Linked DNA regions of Mus musculus: region 1 is linked to region 2. Evidence: chromatin contacts called from public Micro-C data. All regions are on one chromosome and are shown on one strand. The core of a region is the stretch at or near the end of the contact, and the rest is flanking DNA. Distances in the headings are between cores, read along the strand shown.

Region 1 (2,700 bases), core at 163-2,662, 250 kb before region 2:
GAGTCGTTCTTGCACACCTTTAATCTGGGTATGATTCTTCTTTTTTTTTTTTTTTTTTTTGATATGATTCTTTTTCTGTTGTTTTTTTTTTTTTTTTTTTTTTTTTTTGAAACAGGGTTTCTCTGTGTAGCCCTAGCTGTCTGGAACTCACTCTGTAGACCAAGCTGGCCTCCAACTCAGAAATCCTCCTGCCTCTGCCTCCCAAGAGCTGGGATTAAAGGCAGCACTGTCTCAGACCCCTCCCCACTCCCACTCCACCCCACCCAAAAAAAGCATTGTACTGACCACGGTGGTGCACTCCTTTAATCCCAGTACTTGGAAGGCAGACAGATCTCTGAGTTCGAGGACAACTGGGGCTACGTAGGTACACCACATCTTGAACCTCTCTCCCATCTACTCTCCCAAAAAAATCACATTGAATTGTATGCCCTAAGTGGGTGGACTCTAAAGTATTCTCTGAGAATAAGAATGGCTGGAGGCTGGGGAGATGGCTCAGTGGTTAAGAGCACTGACTGTTCTTCCAGAGGTCCTGCGTTCAAATCCCAGCAACCACATGGTGGCTCACAACCACCTGTAGTGGGATCTGATGCATCTGAACTCTGCAACAGTGTACTCACATATATAAAATAAATACATCTTAAAAAAAACAAAACAAAAGGAATTGGCTGGTCATCAGATTTCCTGCCATGGCTTCATAGCATAAGGATAGTAGTTTATATTTGGATGCTTGCCATCATTTTTATTCCCGGGAGAACTTTGTTCAGAGTTATCGAAGCTACGTTTGGGTTGGGTTCTGGTTTTCATGAGTGCCCATGTTTAGCTGTGTCATTCAGATCACTGTGTCAGTGGCCATGCTCAGGCTTTTTCCTGTCTGGACTGTGAGAACATCCATCGATGGCGCTCGCCCAGGTGATCCTCGCGGAGTTACTACCCAGCCTCATGGTGCCAGGGAAAGCAGGTAGCACAGAACCACTGGCCCCCAGGAAAGGGAAGCAGCCATAGTCACCTTCTAGGTGCACTGAAGCTTTGTAGTGAGAAGCCATGAGAGCCCCACTCACTAAGGGGGTATGATGCCACGTTCCCAGAGCAGGTGACAGGTTCATGGGGACAACTGGAAAACTGAATGCTCTGTTCTCCTTTTTGCTTTTTTGTTTGTTTGCAAGACAGGGTTTCTCTGTGTAGCCCTGGCTGTCCTGGAGCTTGCTCTGTAGACCAGACTGGCCTTGAACTCAGAGATCCACAAGGCATGTGCTGCCACTGCAGGGCTAATCACACTTGAATTTTTATAGCAGCCTCTTAGTTGACTTAGTTGTCTGGTGGGTCTGCTAGCTTTGTTTCAAGACCTGCCAGCCAGTGACAGCCTGTGATTGTCAACACCTTTGGAGATGACCATGAATACTAAAGCAGATGCCCTGAGGTGTCTAGATGCAAATGGAACCATCATTCAGGGCATAGGATTTGTAACAGAGCCTCAGAGAACCATCTAATTTGTATAAGAGAAAGCTGCTTTAACATCTAATGATTGGTCAGAGGCTGTGTTTAATCATTTTCTCTTGCTTTAAAGATGGGAATTTGGGGGAGGGGGTCACTGATGCAATGAGTAAACTATCTTCCATTCATTAAAGAAGCAATGTTGTGGTTTACAGATGGCCTGACTGTAGCTATCATCTATGAAAACCGTTCCTGCATCCGACAAAGGGGAAGGGAGAGAAAAAGGGCAGTGAGGGAGAGGAAGAGTTTTCTCCGCCAGAACCAAATTCCATGAGATTATTTCTTTGTTTCAAATCCTTTGCATTTCCTTAGCTGAGTGCCTTGGAATCCCAACTACCTTCCTGGAGTCACTTGCATAATAGATCTTTGCTTCTCGGGGATCCCTTAAATTCAGGATTAGCAGGGATGGCATGACAAAGCAAAAGCTGTTGATGGAACTTTTGGCTTTCTGAGGAGACCTGGGAGCTGCCCTGGGAGGTAGAAGGATAGGTTGAGGTGAACTACATTACAGTTTTCAACTAGGTTTTAGCAGGATTGTGGCTTCTCAAATATATTCACTACTCTAGTAGCAATGAGTAAGCAAGGCATGTTGTAGGTGCTGGCAAAAGGGATTTCAGAGTTGGGCCCCCATAGGAGGAGGGCCAGGCACTTCCTCGTCTAATAAAAGGACTGTGTGGTAGTAGTTCACACCTTAAATCCAAGCCCTCTGGATGCAGAACCGGGTGATTTCTGTGAGCTCAAGAGCAACCTGGCCTACAGAGCAAGTTCCAGGACAGTCAAGGCTACACAGAGAAGCCCTGTCTCCAAAAAAAAAAGAAAGAAAGAAAAGAAAAGGAAGGAAGGAAGAAAAAGAAAGGAAGGAAGGAAGGAAGGAAGGAAGGAAGGAAGGAAGAAAAAAAGAGAGAGGGGGAGGGTAAGGGGGGGTTGGGGGAGTCTAGCAAAGATTTGGGGAAATGTCTGCAAAGTGTATTTGAGTTAGGTCATATGTGTTTCATGCAGTGCCATGCGGTTAGTGTGCCTCCTGTTCCTAATAAGGGGCAGGCTGGCCTGTTTTAAATGAGGTGTCTGTGGTATGGAACTGAAGGGATTGTTTCCGCACTGAGGGAGACCACCTCGTGTCCTGACATTTAAACATGACCTCAGCCTTAGAGATGCCTATGAATTTTAAATTTATCTTATGTTGACATCTAGGTTTTTCATGTTTTTTTC
Region 2 (2,700 bases), core at 199-2,698:
AGCCAGCCTCCTGTTCCATTTTAAACAATTGATACAGCAAACCAGTCGGGTGGAAAAACAAACCACCTCCCTTTCCTAGCGAGAATAAGAACCCTAATCCAAGAATCACTCGCCCCTAGTTTTATTTCTTTTCTCACTCTTTGTTTAGGAGACACTACCTCCTTAACCAGAAAGGTAGGTACCATGCTGCAGCGGCAGAAATGAAGAGTCTCAGACAAGAAGACCTTTGAGGATCATGACGCTAATAAATGCGACCTCAATAGGCAGGTTTCACTCAGCCATCCACAAGTGAACACATGCCTGCAGTCCTAAGGTACCCGGCTCCACACGCCTAGTAGGCAGCTTTCCCCCTAGGCAGTAGTTATCTTATTTGATCCTATTCATCCTCTGACATGGAAGGAACCAGGGGAAGGGCAGGAGTTAGCTTCATACCCATACCTTAGCACATTAAGAGGTTTCGGGCGCCCCGGCGCGCCCTCCCTTGCACTCCACCCTTCAAGGCCTCCGTCACCCGCGGACTCACCACTGTGCGAGCTGAACCACCTGGGTGCGATGTGCAGAGGTAGAGCATCCGCCAGCGAGGCTCGGGAGCCCAGGTACAGCATCCCGTCTCTATGGTGACCGCCGCCGGTCTCTTGGTAACCATTGCCGTGGGCATAGGTGGAGTCCGACGTGGACCCTCCGCCGCCCGGCGCCCTCTCGGAGTCGCCGGTCCCGCGGGAGGCGGGGGTGTAGAGACTAAAGGGCACCCCTCCGGCCGTGCTGGGGTCCATGCCCATGCCCGCCACCGAGCTGACCGAGCGGCTGCGCAGCCCCATCGCCCCGCCGCCCGTCCGGTAGTGCCCAAAGTGGGGCGCCCCTCCCGGCGGCGGCACGGCGCTGTCATCCGTAGAGACCCCCGGGAAGGGGCCCCGAGAGCGGGCCGCCGTGCTCTGCTTGCCCCCCATGTTCGCCGGGGCCCCGGTGGGGCGGGAACGTGGAGGCTGAAACCCTCCCCCACTACTCAGAAGCGGGTGGAGGTCTGGGCGAACATAAAGGCGGAGGGTTGGGGTTGGGGAGAGTCACAAAAGAGCCCCGAGGGGAGAAAAATGAAAAAAGGTGAGGGGGGGAATCCTCAAAAAAAATCCGCGGGGTGGAAAAAGCAAGCGAGCGGGGACCCCAAACTAAGAATTTCAAACTGTCCAAGCCGAATGCATGTTCCCCTTAAGGTCCGAAGAAGCGCGGTCCAGAGCCGGCGCCTCGCGCCACAGGCCGCCCCCGGGCTCCGGAGCCTAAGGAGCCGCAGCGAAGGGAGGGAGGAGCCGGAGGAGGCCGCTCGCCCGCAGCAGGAAGCGGCGGAGGCTCCGGGCGCCGCGCCGTTCGCGTCCCCCGTCTCAGGACTCCTCAGCCCGCGCCGGCGGCCCTCACTCCTCCAGGCTTCGGGAGGGCTCGCGGCGGTGGGGCAGCCAGGCGGAGCTCTGGAAGCCGCGGTCGCGTGGCGTCGCGCTCCGGCTCCAGCCGCCGCCGGCCCCGCCAGCCAGCCGCACCGCCCCGCTCCGTCCCGGGCTGCGCTCGCCGGCGCTCCTCGCCGCCGTGGAGACAATGGAGGGCGGCAGAGCGCACGCGCGGCCCGCGCCCCCTCCCTCCTCCCGCACCCCCCCCCCCGCCGGGTTAACCCCTTCGCGGCCCCTGCGGCGCAGCAGCGAGCTGCGGCCTTGGAGGTCCCCACCCACCTACCGCCTGCGCCCCGGGCGGTCCAGGGACAGGACGTCTCCAGCCGCCGGGCGTCTGCGACAGAGGTCAGACTTCCTCTGGATCACAGCTCTGCTGGAGTCGCGGCGAAAGTCGAATCAATGTCTTCAAAACGAGACCCTGAGTGGGGGGAGGGGTAACGACGGTTTTAGCGGGTAGGAAGGAAACACCGAGAAGAAAGAAAAACCAACTAATAAAGCCTACCTGGGTTTGAAGGGTCACTGGGGGAGCTCCCCTCCCGCCACAGACCTGCCCTCACAGCACCCTCTGGTGGATATGCTGTCCATTCGTTTGGAGGTTCTCCATCCAAGGACCCCAGCCAACCTTAGGAAGTTTAGCATGGGGGGCGGGGGGGGGGGGGGAGGAGGGAATCAGCTTGGACCCAAACACATTTGGGATTAGCTGTTAGGAGATACAACAGTGCCCCAGTGGCGCCTAGACTTTGCTGTCGTTAGATCAGAACCAACTATTTGGGTCTGAATCGATTCCTTAGGCTAGAATATAATCCTCAAAATCAATAGGTGGATTAAAAAAAAAAAAAAAGTAAGAACCATGCAGCGGGAAAGCTGTTTTAGAAACTCCTTGCCCAAGGCCGATTGCTGTTTTGTTTATCATGTATTTTGACATAGAGCCATATTTTGACATAGAGCCACAAGGCAAGGGCACAGTACTCAATAAATATTTGTTGACCAAATTGCATTTTGCAACAGAGACTCACCTTGCCAGGTCAGTCCCAGTCTTTCTCATATTTTCACTTTGCTTATTCTTTGAGCAAATAATTTTTCAAGTGCTCAGCTCTGAGCACCGTAAGCATCACCCAGTCACTAACCTGACCTTCTCTTGTCACTCTGTCAAGTGGGCTCCGTGCTTCCGAAAATGGAATTGGAGGGAGATTTAAAGGGGCTAATAGACTTGTCTCTTCCAGTGTGACTAGCCTGGAAGGCCACAGAAAGATGGTTGTTTGCAAGC

The links. A called contact is a pair of places that touch in the nucleus more often than the background predicts.
Region 1: a contact with region 2 is called in a Micro-C map of embryonic stem cells, with 1.9 times the contacts expected there. The contact joins the enhancer-like site here to the promoter of Znrf1 in region 2. A contact is called at or near these places in 2 of 39 promoter capture datasets (the 3T3-L1 cell line and liver), 1 of 484 Hi-C or Micro-C datasets (embryonic stem cells), 2 of 115 datasets of contacts at active chromatin or transcription factors (bone marrow-derived macrophages and embryonic stem cells) and 1 of 9 other capture datasets (liver).

The regions. Positions count from the first base shown.
Region 1 is chr8:111,788,538-111,791,237 of GRCm38.p6, reverse strand. The region is part of intron 5 of Cfdp1 (craniofacial development protein 1); the gene reads left to right. Among named protein-coding and RNA genes, the nearest start is that of Gm39252, 35 kb to the right of the region's middle. Within about 2 kb of position 1,412, at least 21 of the 459 cell types and tissues checked have an H3K27ac peak or open chromatin away from gene starts, as enhancers often do. A contact at or near this core is called in embryonic stem cells and liver, where this site is marked.
Region 2 is chr8:111,535,388-111,538,087 of GRCm38.p6, reverse strand. It overlaps Znrf1 (zinc and ring finger 1), which reads right to left and starts at 1,448. Exons shown (of 4, transcript NM_133206.4): 1 at 524-1,448. The coding sequence starts at 947.